3 separate regions of the Mus musculus genome follow, and all the other regions are linked to region 2. The links are chromatin contacts, called in public HiCAR-type and promoter capture Hi-C maps. All regions are on one chromosome and are shown on one strand. Each heading gives the region's core, a stretch centred on a gene start, on an enhancer-like site or on the middle of the called end of the contact. The rest is flanking DNA. Distances are from core to core; before and after follow the strand shown. Region 1 holds the start of Osbpl8 (oxysterol binding protein-like 8). Region 2 holds the start of Pawr (PRKC, apoptosis, WT1, regulator). Region 3 holds the start of Ccdc59 (coiled-coil domain containing 59).

What was found. Promoter capture Hi-C pulls out the DNA fragments that hold promoters and counts their contacts. HiCAR-type assays count read pairs that join an accessible place to other places.
Region 1: a contact with region 2 is called in a HiCAR-type map of astrocytes, with 2.6 times the contacts expected there. The contact joins the promoter of Osbpl8 here to the promoter of Pawr in region 2. A contact is called at or near these places in 1 of 484 Hi-C or Micro-C datasets (embryonic stem cells) and 1 of 115 datasets of contacts at active chromatin or transcription factors (astrocytes).
Region 3: a contact with region 2 is called in a promoter capture Hi-C map of embryonic stem cells, with 9 times the contacts expected there. The contact joins the promoter of Ccdc59 here to the promoter of Pawr in region 2. A contact is called at or near these places in 2 of 39 promoter capture datasets (embryonic stem cells and liver), 1 of 484 Hi-C or Micro-C datasets (uterus) and 2 of 115 datasets of contacts at active chromatin or transcription factors (astrocytes and embryonic stem cells).

What each region holds. Positions count from the first base shown.
Region 1 is chr10:111,162,329-111,166,379 of GRCm38.p6, forward strand. It overlaps Osbpl8 (oxysterol binding protein-like 8), which reads left to right and starts at 2,474. Exons shown (of 24, transcript NM_175489.3): 1 at 2,474-2,868.
Region 2 is chr10:108,330,880-108,334,964 of GRCm38.p6, forward strand. Pawr (PRKC, apoptosis, WT1, regulator) reads left to right here and starts at 1,310. Exons shown (of 7, transcript NM_054056.2): 1 at 1,310-1,369; 2 at 1,809-2,432. The coding sequence starts at 1,938. Gm40755 reads right to left here and starts at 2,124. Exons shown (of 2, transcript XM_017314170.2): 1 at 1-2,124. The coding sequence starts at 1,854. The coding sequence ends at 898.
Region 3 is chr10:105,839,710-105,843,775 of GRCm38.p6, forward strand. Ccdc59 (coiled-coil domain containing 59) reads left to right here and starts at 1,770. Exons shown (of 4, transcript NM_025602.3): 1 at 1,770-1,946; 2 at 2,833-3,139. The coding sequence starts at 1,793. Mettl25 (methyltransferase like 25) reads right to left here and starts at 1,671. Exons shown (of 12, transcript NM_207522.2): 1 at 1,367-1,671. The coding sequence starts at 1,610.

The DNA of each region.
Region 1 (4,051 bases), core at 1,224-3,723, 2.8 Mb after region 2:
CTTTTCTTTTTTCTCTTTTTAAGTGAAACTAAAAAGCTACAACTAGTCTGTCAGGAATCTGTGTAATCCTTAGTATACGGATGGGGGTGGGGTGGGGTGGGGTGGGGTGGGGAAGCTACCACTCCTTAATGAGTTTGTAGTCAAAAGCCCGACTCTTATCAGAACTGGCGGTACAGTAATTTATCTAGATACATATCTAATTAGCTACGTCTCTAATGTAGGTCTCTTTATTGCTCATACCCTCTTTTACACTGCAGAAATGGCCAGATTTTCAAAGGCCAATTGAAGAAATTGGGGCTGAGGCAGAAGGGAATTAGGCAAAGCAATTTGCCGCCTCCTTTGTTGCAATCTTCAATTTCAATTCTCAGGGTGAAAGCAAAGGAAACAGCCAAACAGCCAAGAAGGTATATTTTTCTTGTTATCTAATATTCTAGGAAAATTGTTTAAATATATTTAACTGCAGGTCACAGTAAGAAATACAATTTAAATAACAACAAGGGACATACTTTTACCCTGATTATTTGTTTTTAAATACAGGGTCTCTCTAGGAGTCTATGTAGTCCTGAACTTGCTATGTAGAAAGAACAGTCTGGTCTTAAACTCTACAGAGATGGGCTGTTATGGCCAGCTACTCACAAGGTAACTTTTAAAAAAGATTTATTTTATGTGTACGGGTGTTTTGCTTGCATGTGCATGCCCTGTGCCTGAGGGGGTCAGAAGAGGTGGGATTTCCTGGACCCACCAGCCAGCACATGGGTGCTGGGAATAGAAACCAGGACCTGCAAGAACAGGTACTCTTGACTGCCTCATCTCTCCAGCCTCCCACGAACTGATTATTGCTTGGTTTAGATATTATGCATTCTTATCTTTTAGATTATATCTCATTAAAACCCAATTCATTAAAAAATGACATTGGCTTTTGTTAGTCTGAAAAAAACAGCATTGCTTCAGATAAGTGACATTTCAATCTGCTGATAAACTGGAACGTTACCGCCATCACATAACAATGTTTCCTGCCTTGCACTGCCTCAGCACTCAGAAAGGAGAGAGCCAGGCAGCTCTCTGTGAGTTTGAGACCAGCATAGCCTACAGAAGGAGTTCCAGGACATCTAGGGTTACACAGAGAAACCCTGTCTCTTTGAAAAACAAAACAAAACAAAACAATCAAGCAAGAAAAACAAACAAAACAAGAAAACAATAAACTTCCCTTATGTTTATGTAAAATACAAATATAATTTCTTAGGTTTCTTAACAGAAGAATGTGGCAGAATCTTTCCCTCATTGGAACAGTCCTTCATGACAAAATCTAATTGTTTTTCAAATGTTAACATAGCTGCATCAAGATGTGTTTTAAAGATCAGCGGCCTGGCATTATTTAACTGAGCAGTAAATTGCTCTTTCTTTGGGCAACAAAATGGCCACGTCTGCAAATTTTTTAGAGCTGCTATGAAATACATCAGTAACAGGCAGAATCCTATGGCCTACTTAAGTATCCAAACGATCAGAATGTCATCTGATTTCCTGTCAAGAAATGTAATGGAAATTGTGTAAAGTTAAAAAAAAAATTCTTGGTTCCAGAGTAGAAGGATAAAGGAATAAGGAATTGAATTTTTATCGTAGAGAATGGCCTTGTTAGAGGCAGCTCATTCCTCCTTCTGCACTGTTAGGTCGCTTTTCTCTTCTTCTGTATTGTAACTGGCTTTCTTCCAGTGATGAGTTCTGCCCCTTTCCTCTCCACAGGATGGGGAGGGATTTCTGGGGTCATGGTTAAAAAAACAAAAAACAAAAAAAGCCAAGAGTTGAGGTACAAAACAACAACAACAACAACAAAATCCGAAGAGTTAAATTAGGCTTTCTGTTCAAATTGAGAGGTACTATCAACTTGCCACGTCGCTAAAACCGTCACCAACCTCACTGTAAAACTTCATGACTGTAAAAGCTGGCACCCAGGATTCTGAACATGACTAGGAACAATAACAAGAAAGCCTGCTAGGCTATTTTCATCCCAGCGTGACTGAAGTCTACATCTCAAACCTCCTGTGAGGCCAACAGCTAATGAGACACCACAGTGAACGTGTCATTGGAACTTAGGCAGCAGGGACTCCTGGCTGCTTCTCAAGCCCCAATTTCTCCTGGCAGCCTCCTCTGTGGGCCCGGCCAGAGGTCGGGAGGCGGGTCCTGCCCAGCGAGCACTTCAGAGACCTGCGGGTAGCCGGCCCTCCACCCCAGGGCTTCCTGAGAGGGAACCTCGAGGGCGGGGAGGGGAGCGGAGGGGAGGTGACATGACAGCTCGCCATCACCACGAGCTGCCAGCAGCTGCCTCTGCGCGCCCGCCCAGCAGAAGCTACCCGGGGACCGCCTCCTTGCGGCGTCACGTGACGGGAAGGGGGCGTGGCCCAGGCCCGGGCTGGGGGCGGGGCTGCGAGAGGGGCGGGCCTTGGGATGTGAAGGCTGGTGGCGGCTCGCGGCGCCCAGAAAGGCGGTGTCAGGGCGGATGACAGCATTCTGCTGCGACGCGCTCCCAGCTGGGCGGCGGTGGTAGCGGCAGCGGCAGCGGCAGCGGCAGCCGGGGCGGCAGCGGCGTTCGACTCGGCCACCGCCGAGAGCGGTAGCGGTAGAGAAGGAAGAGGTTCCGCCCTGGCCCGCGGGCGGAGGAGCCCGAGTTCGCTCGCCGCTCCGGGCCGAGCCCCCGCCGCGGCTCGCCTGTGCTCTCCGTCCGGGCTGGCTCTCAGTTCCCGCGGGCGACCGCAGCCGAGAGAAGTTGAGGAGGGGGGGTCCCACCGGACACTAAGGCCCCGGACTCCGGCGTCCCTGTGATCCCACGGAAGCCTGCTCCCTGCGGGCCGCCTCCTCTGGGGCTCCGCATCGGTGAGTGGCGCTCAGCCCGGTGTTGGGGAGCAGCGGAGTCGTGCCTTTTGGGGTGACTGTAGTCCCTCAGTCCTACGTTCTGAGCTCGGGCTGTGGGCACTCGTGGGTACCCCGCGCCGCGAGTTCCCCTCCTGCCTCTCCTTTGTCCCTTCTGAGAGGGAGATTGGCAGGGCTGGCGGGGGTGGCGTGTTTTTTGGGGCCCGCGGTAGGTGCGTCTGCAGCGGTACAAAGCCCAGTGGGGACCTGGGATGGGGGCGGGGGCGGCTCGGCGGCGTTCCGGGTCCCGAGTGTGTCTGCCCCTCCCGAAGTTTGACAGGGCGACGCCGGGGCTCGCCGGAAGCCCCCCGCGCAGGGGGTGAAAACCTGGCGCTTTGTCGCCCCGGGCGGTTAAGGCAAGGCTTGGGGTTTTCCTGTGACAGCCCCTGAAGAGGTTGTGCCGCTCGCAGGCGGACCGCACCCGCCTTTGCAGAGACTGTCGCGGTGTTCCTTAAACCTCAGCTCCGTTGGCCTTCTTGCCACACTGGAGAAAAGGCGGTGTCTTCGTTGCACTTTTTTTTTTTTTTTTTTTACGTTTTGTTTGCGGCTAAGCTGTGGAGAGTGTAATCAGGTTCCAGGGAGTTTCATATGGAGCATGCTTTTGCTTCATTGAGCAACCCACTCAAGACCGGCTGATGCGAAGCAACAGTAGATGCAGATTTTCCATTCACTAAAGTCATTTAACACTTCTTTGTGAGCGACATCTGCGTCGTGAAACATAACCTAATTTCATTTTAACTAAATGCCGTCTGAAATAAGTTAACTTGGGTTCGTCTCTAAACAGATGGGAACACTTATCTGACGATAGCATATCTGCTTTCAATAACTTAATGAAGTTTGTGCCTTTTTGCTGCTGGAAGACTTAAGTAACAGTAGTATTAGAATACCTTGGGTTAGCAGGGAATTCTTCAAAGTAATTTCACTGTAAACAACCTCAAATTAGTGCAGCCCCAAATTAGTGCAATTAAAGGTCTTTCAAGATAACCATTTAAAATAGTTTTTGCCTCTTGAAGAATTCCAGAGAACAATTGAGGTATAGGTAAATTGCTTGTTACGCTCTCTCTTCCCCTGGGGTTTCATCTAAATTTGATCATGCCGAGAGACTGGGATCAGTTGCTGTGCTTGCTAGAACCTGTTTTGCAGTGAG
Region 2 (4,085 bases), core at 60-2,559:
CTTGCCTCAGAAAACAAGCCCGAGAAACCAACACAGCACACCTAAGTTGGTACCAGCTAGGCTCGCAGTCAGCCTGGTTTTTTTGTTTTGTTTTTTTTTTTTAATCCTTCTTGGGTGGGGTGCGGGGAGAGGCCTTTTACCAAGCAACTTTCTAAGCCTTCTCCAAGTTAATCGTATGTCCAGCCCAACAGGCAGACCAAAGACCAGAATTGCTTCTGAGAAATGCAAGACTGTGAGTCACTATAGCCTGTGCCCATTGCTGTGGCGTGTTACCTGCTGCCTCCTTACCTACATTGTGTCACCTGAGCAAAACGACGATGAATCGTTCGGTCAGCCTATGTGCCTCCGGACTCTTACTGTTTGGGAAACACGGTTTCATAGCTCCTGAAAATGATGCACTCTGACATTGCACAGATGTGAGAGATAAGTCCCCTTAGCTCTGATCGCAGGTGAGGATGGACTGACTCATGCCTGGGCATAGAAAAGATGGAAAGTCAGAGACTCTCCAGCTTTAGGTCGATGGTGGGGAGATTTGCTGCTAAATCTGCCTATAAGCGGTGTAGAGACAGCGTGAAGACCGCATGGGTTGCCAACAAGATCTTGAAAGAATAAAAAACTCTTGATAATTCATCGATCATTTTAGCATCTCCTTTTAGCTAACTTTTTTTTTTTTTTTAAATCACGACACTCGCTGCTTTTGAAGGGGCTTGCTGGGTTTCTCAGTCTCCTACCTGCCACCCCCCTGGCGTCTAGAAAGAGGGAGGGAAGGGCGGCGAGGGAAAGGGACCATGTGGGTATTTCCCCACCCTGGCGAGCCAGGTCCTGAATCATCCCCTAGCTGGTAGCACTTTTCCTCCGGCAAGTCACAACTTTCCCTAGAATAATACGGTCTTGTACTTAAAAGGAAGAGTGGTGGGAGACCCGAGGGGCGGGGAAGAGGAGTGAGGAGAGAGAGGGGCGTGGATCGGCCGATCCCGCCCTAGAATCTGCGGAGCTGGAAGGCAGCCCGCAGTGAAGTTGCGAGCCTGGGTAGGAGGTGTCCGCTCTGAGTGCGATTCCCGGGAGGGAGGAGTCAGGGCGGCGGGAGGGGCGGGGCGCCGCGCACCTGAGCGCGGAGGGCGGGGCTTCGGCGGTACTTCTCCGCCCCCTTTCGGGCCGCAGGGACTCGGCCCTTTCCGCCCCGCTTCGGCCCCGCTCGGTTCCCGCCCCCCTCCGCCCCTCGCTCGCTCCCTCCCTCCAGCCAGGGACTGCCCCCAGCTCAGGCCGGCGAGTTTGCCGGGGCTGGTCGTGCGCGTCCCGGACGCTCCGGCTCACCTGGACAACCCTCATCCCCGCCACGCTCCTTGTCCCACCTAAAAACTTCTCGGAGGTAAGGGGCTCTTCCGGGCCACCCGCACGGGACTCGCGCACGGGTCTCCTCTCCGCTGGACACGTCCCCCCCGGTTCCAGCCGGCTGGTGGCTCTCCGCGTCCCGTCTCGGAATGGAGGCGTCTGCGGCGCGGAGCTCAGGCCCGCGCGAGCGGAATGGGAGTCCCGGGGAGCTGTGCACACAGGTGGCAGCGGCGCGGGTGTCCCGGTGCGGGGTCGGGGACCTGGGTGCGACGGGGAGGGCGGCGAGGGTGGGGCCCATCTCTTCCTCTCTCTTCCTTCCCCGGGGTCGGATTTCTCGGGGTGCACCGCAGAGGTACGTCCTGCGAACTTGGCGGCTGGGACGCGCGGCCACGCCGAGGGCGCGGCGATCGCTGTCTCGCGGCCACCCCGGGACCTGACGCCGCGCCCCCTCCCCCGCCCCGTGTGCTTCCTTGCAGAGCGTCGGTCCGGCAGCGCGCTCACCCCGCGCAGTCCCCAGCGCATTCTCGCTTCCCGGGCAGGCGGCGGCGCCGGCGGGAGACAGGAGTCGCGGCGTGAGGGGCGCCCCCGCCGGCCCCTCTGGGAACATGGCGACCGGCGGCTACCGGAGCGGCGGCAGCACCACCACGGACTTCCTGGAGGAGTGGAAGGCGAAGCGCGAGAAGATGCGCGCCAAGCAGAACCCCGCGGGCCCGGGGTCGAGCGGCGGGGATCCAGCCGCCAAGTCCCCCGCGGGATCGCTGACCCCGACCGCGGTCGCGGGAACCTCGGAGCTCAACCACGGCCCCGCGGGCGCGGCCGCACCTGCCGCCCCCGCGCCCGGCGCCCTGAACTGCGCTCACGGCTCGTCCACGCTGCCCCGCGCGGCTCCCGGCTCCCGGCGGGCGGAGGACGAGTGCCCTAGCGCCGCTGCGGCCTCGGGAGCGCCTGGGTCCCGGGGCGATGAGGAGGAGCCGGATAGCGCCCGGGAGAAGGGCCGCAGCTCGGGACCCAGCGCCAGGAAAGGCAAGGGGCAGATCGAGAAGAGGAAGCTGCGGGAGAAGCGCCGCTCCACCGGCGTGGTCAACATCCCCGCGGCGGAGGTGAGCCGGGCGGGGCGGGCCGGTGCGGGGCTCGGGGCCGCCTCCCGAGTCTTCCACCAGGGAGCTCCCTCGGTCCGGGGCCCGGAGTTCCCTTCCACTCTCTGCAGCGGGGATGGAGTTTTACTTGGAGTAAATGATTGCTGGGAAGTTACCCCGACCCAGAAAAGTTGGACACGTGCTCTTTTTTCCGCCCCTGGAACCGGATTATTGCTTTAGAATGATAGACAGTTGGTATTCCCCAGGATTTGGCAGCCTAGACTTCTGTCTGTCTGTCTGTCTGTCTGTCTGTCTCTGAGTCTGTGTGTGTGTGTGTGTGTGTGTGTGTGTGTGTGTGTGTGAGAGAGAGAGAGAGAGAGAGAGAGAGAGAGAGAGAGAGAGAGAGAGAGAGATCAAGTGTTAGGGAAATCGATTCGTGGAGGTGATGACGTCTTCTGATTTCCCACGTGTCCATCTCGGGCTATCAGGTTGTTTTATCTCCACTTCCCTAGCAGTGTTTACAAGCAAAGGCACCTTTAAAGAAAGCGTAGCCTTAGCAATAGCTAAGCGTTATCTCGCAGTAAACCCGTGTTAAAGTCGCCCCAGCGGTATTTTGGACAGCAGAGATGCTGTAGCAACTAAGTTCTGGAGTCTCAGCAACTAATTGTGGTCTTGAACAATCGGGAAAATATTTGTTGGAGGTGTGTGTTCTTTATGTTTGGTGTGTGTGTGTGTGTGTGTGTGTGTGTGTGTGTGTGTGTGTGTGTGTGTTATATCACCAAACATTTCTTCTAGCATCAGGAACGTTCTATTAGAGATCTTGAAACTTTGAAAGATTTTTAAGCAAGTGTATAATCACACCTTCATCTACCTGAAAGGAAGCAATTCCAAAACTCTGGGAAGTGGTTTGACCTCTGTTTTTCACTCGAGGAAGCCACATCTTTTACTCTATGGCTTTTTAGTTTTAACTCTCCACCCACAACTTTTTAATTCTTGGCCTTGTTAGCCATTAAAGGGCTGTTAAAATATTTACTAACTTTGGGCTGAGAATGTAGCTCAGTGATAAAGCATTTGCTTAGCACCATTAAGGCCCAGTGTTTGGTCCCCAGCACTGCTTAAACAAAACAAAACAAAACAAAACAAAACAAAACAAAACATAAAATGACATTAGAAGCCAGGCATCAAGGCTCACACCTGTGATTCCAGTCCTATGAGGCACAGACAGGAAGGCAGGGAGTTCGAGACCAGTCAGGGCTATGTGTTGGGGAGTCTGTCTCCAGCCCCTAACCCCCACCAATTTACTAACTTTAATTGTGGGCTAGGTAGTTTGTAGTAATGAGTATATTAGGATCATAATTTAAAGTATTACTATGACTTTCATACCTAGAGAATCAGTGTGTCTCTGTAGGATATATTTTTGGATTTTTATGTGAATGTCTCAAGAGATTTTTATCAGCCAGAACAACTGTCCTGGTGGCTTGCCATTTATTCAAGATATCTGCTACTCATTAAAGTTGCTTTCAAAGTAATTCATAAGAATGGTAATCAAATTTCCAGGTTTCTTCTCTCTCTTCTCTCTTTTTTTATTTCAAATGTAAAAATATGAAGGTTAAGGGGAATTGAAGACACAGCTTTGGGAAGGCTGCATTCCTTAGCTTTATTTTTAAAAGCATCTTC
Region 3 (4,066 bases), core at 520-3,019, 2.5 Mb before region 2:
ACTAGATGACAAAATCCGAAGGACTGCTTCCAATAAGTCAGCTCAAAAAACAGCTGGGAATTCATAAAACTCAAAAAGTTATCACGTCCAGAGTCTAGTCTCTGAATTGGTACTCAGACTTTTGCACACACACACACACACACACACAGAGGAAACAGGAAAAAAAAACTTTTAGCAAAAGCAAACTGCAGAACATACAATAGGCACCAATGAATCAAGCTATTAGTATATATAAGGTAATAGCCCATCAGGAAGAGACAAAGTTAAACAAAGGTTTGCTCTGCACTTAAAAGTTTTGTTTTCTTGTATTTTCTTCGTTTTTTTTTTCTTTTTGAAAGCCAACAAGAGTCACTTTTTTTCAACAAATATTTTATAGAGTACTTAATGTATGCCAAATAGTTTCCCACACGTTGGAATCCTGGTTAAGGCAAATACGGTTCCTGCTTTCTACAAGTTTATGTACCAGGTTATCAACGCAGAATACTATGGGAGCAAACTGAAAGGGTGTCTAACTTTCCAACAACCAGGAACTATTGCCCAAGAACCAATGTGTCTTAAGTTCTACCATTATAACCCCCCCCCCTCCATGGCCCCTACCTCCGCCCCCGGGGCACTTTGCATTTACAGGCTGCTTCAGTGATTAAGTAAGTTCACTAATGCTGACAACATCTGGAACACCTGGAAGCAAAGCACAAGCAATTCCAGTAGCTGCTACTGTTCCTGTTCCTCTATTTCCAGAATAGAATCTAAGTTGGTAGAATCTAAGTTTCTTGCGGGTATCAAACTCCAGAGCCTAGAAAACACCAGGGTGCATAACTGATATTGAAAATACAGTTTTCTTCTTCTTCTTCTTCTTTTTTTCCCCGAGACTGGGTTTCTCTGTGTAGACCAGGCAGGCCTCGAACTCAGAAATCTGCCTGCCTCCGCTTCCGCCTCCCAAGTGCTGGGAATTAAAGGTGTGTTTTCAAATTAACTAGCGAGCACTCAAAGCTTTCACTATCACCATCCTAATCCACGATACCTTGTGCCGAGTAGGAACTGGCTCTTATTGGTCCCCCAAGTCCACTTCTACTTTGTATTGATCATCACACAGCCTTTAGATGTTTTCAAAACTAAATTGTTGAATCAATAAATGAAGGAACGCCTCTTCCCCGGGTTGACTACTTTAAGTTGTGGAACTTGACCAACACCCAGATTAGAACCCAGAGGGGACCCCGCCCGTCTCCATCCATCCTCGCTATTCAGCTCCCTCCAATTCATCTCCTAGGTAACAGCATCCTTCAAGTCCCTGCCACTTCCGCCGAGTTCCACCAGGGGGCGCGCTGACAGCCCCCGCCCCGCCCGCCCCGCCCGCCCCGCCAGTCACCTGATCCCGTCTCTGCCTCGCGCGGCTCGGCCTCCACCGCCGACTCCCTCAGCGCCGCCAGCACGCTCTCAGGGGGCAGGTCGACCAGCTCCTGCCAGACCGACTTGGTGTAGAAGTCCACCGTGTGCGCGCTGGAAATGGCCAGGGCGCCCCTGAGGAAGCTCAGCAAGCCCTGTAACTTGTCGTGCAGCGTGGGCAGGTCCGGGGTCCTGGGCAGAGGGCAGGCCGCCGCCATGACGCTCATCCTCCGGGGCTGCAGGTGGCGCCAACATGGCCGCGCGACCCCTCTCTTCCCCGCCGGAAGCGGCTCAGGCTGAGGCAGTCGAGCTCCGAGCACGCGCCGGGTTGGGCGATTGATTGCTTCCGCCTCGTGACGTGTTAGGTCGGCGTCCACTGGCGTTCCAGGAACTCCCACCGTGGAAAAAGATGGCGCCTTCGCGGCCGTCTTCCAAGTGGCGGACCGGAGGGTTTGCGGCGCGTGGGGAAGGGATCTCTCAGGTCAGATTCGGAAACCAGAATGGGAAGCGCAGGACTTGGCGGCCGAACCCCCAGCAAGCCTTCCGGGGGAGCGTGCGCAAGGGTAAGGAGGGACAGCCGTGGAGGAGCGCTCGGGCCCGCCGAAGTCGAGGGAGTAGGATGGGATCCGGCTTGAGATCGGGGAAGCCGTTCCTAAGCTCGCCAAGTCCGAGAGCTTCTCAGTCCTTTGACTGAGAACCGGACGGTGCGGTCAGCTTCAGTGATTTAACGCAGATCTCAGGTCTAAGCGAAGACACGGGGCGTCTAGAGGTGCGCTTGGCTAAGAAGCACCCAGACATACTTGCATCTCTACTACAGCAAGTATGTAATATAGATACAATATTACATTAAAATACTCTGCCCCAAAGCTTTGATAACCAAAAGACACCACAGTAGCCCTCCAGTCTCATACTGCTGCCTTCCTTAGATTCGATTCGATGTCTTGTCTTTGAAGGCCTCTCGTTGCATGTCAGATGCTTAAGTGGTTTTTGTTCGATCTAAGAATAATCGACAGGTGTTCAGAAAGTTGTACAGTACCTCCCCCTTTTGTTTTGTGTTGTGTTTTGGAAAATAAGTGATTAGTAAGATCCTCCAAGGGAAAAATACTAGACTACTCTACTTTATTTATTAAGTGTTTACTGAAGACCCAAGTGAGATTGTATGTGGATTAAATAAAATGTAATTTGTGGATATGAGTCTAAATTCAAGGTGAGCAGTAAAGTTTAGTTTACTGTACTTAGAGTTTTTAATGTGATGTCTGACAACTCGCTGTTACCCTTATATTTAGGTAAAGGGCCACCTTGCTCTTCAGTGTACCATTAAATGGTTGCCTAACCTTATCTTTAAAGCAAAGCCAAGTAATTCTCTCATTTGAATATAAAGTAAAAGAAAAAAATATTTAGTTTTCATTTTCTGTTAAAGTAATTGTAACTGAAATCCTTCAATGTTAGGACAAGGTTTTGCATTTCGGAGAAAACTGAAGATCCAGCAAAATTACAAGAAATTGCTGTGGAAGGTGAAGGAGGCACCAGCGTCACAGGAGTCCCAGTTCACAGATCGTTACCCAGAGCACCTGAAACACCTCTATCTGGCCGAAGAGGAAAGACTCAGAAAACAGCAAAGAAAGGCTGGCCTGGCTTTGTCAGAAGAACAGGTTGACCGGCCTTTGCCTGAAGAGGAGGGCAGCACTGAGCAGACTTCCTCTGAAGAACCGCCAGGTGGTCACCAGCCACAGCCAGAAGAGCTGAACACAGGAAGGTAAGCACCTCCGTCTTCAGAAATTCCTCACTTTAAATGTAAAGAATGTTTTACTGACGACACAGGGAAAAATTTGTAAGAATCAGGATTTTTCTTAGCACTTTTTTCAAGTCATGTAATGGTATTTCATGGAGTCTCCCCACTTAGTGTTAAATGACTGAAAGAGGCTAGTTGAGCAGAGATGTCGAAAATAGGAAATGAGAATTAAGAGATCTGAGTTTTGAATTGCAGCCTCTCAAGAACATGTAATATAATTGGACCGTAATTAAGCGCAGTATTAATGTGTGCATCTTAATTTGGGGGTGGGGGACTATGTTTGATGTTGTAGATCTGGAAGCCCAACATTTAGGAACCTGAGTCCAGACAATTCCCAGTCCCAGGCCAGCATGGGCAACATAACCAGATACTAGAAAAACAATGCAGATGTGTAGCCATTGCCACTTTGGCTTATAAAGCCAGACTTTCCATAGTGGTATACCAGTGTCCACTATGATAGAAAGGATAGTATAAAATGATTTGAGAGCCACGGTGGACACCATCTTTTATAGCCTCATCCTGGATCATCTTCTCAGTCAATGATGTCCCTAAAGCATTACATTTCATGACATTTTATCATGTTCATTTATATCAAGTATTCTAAAACATGCCTGGTGTTTGGTAACTTTATGACTGCTAACTGCTGTTGTCTGTATTCTCATTTGCATTTTCTACAAAGGGTCCAGGAAATAGGTTGCGGTTAATGAAAACCAAGCAAGGGATGGTTTTATATGCCTGTAATCTTCTCAGAAGGCTGAAGCAGGAAGATTGCTGGTCATTCAAAGCTAGCTTGTGGTTCATAGTAAGATGCCATCCTATAAAACAACAAACATATTTAACACATGGACTTCTTCCTGAATGATTGCTGGCTTACCCCTGATAATCCCTGCA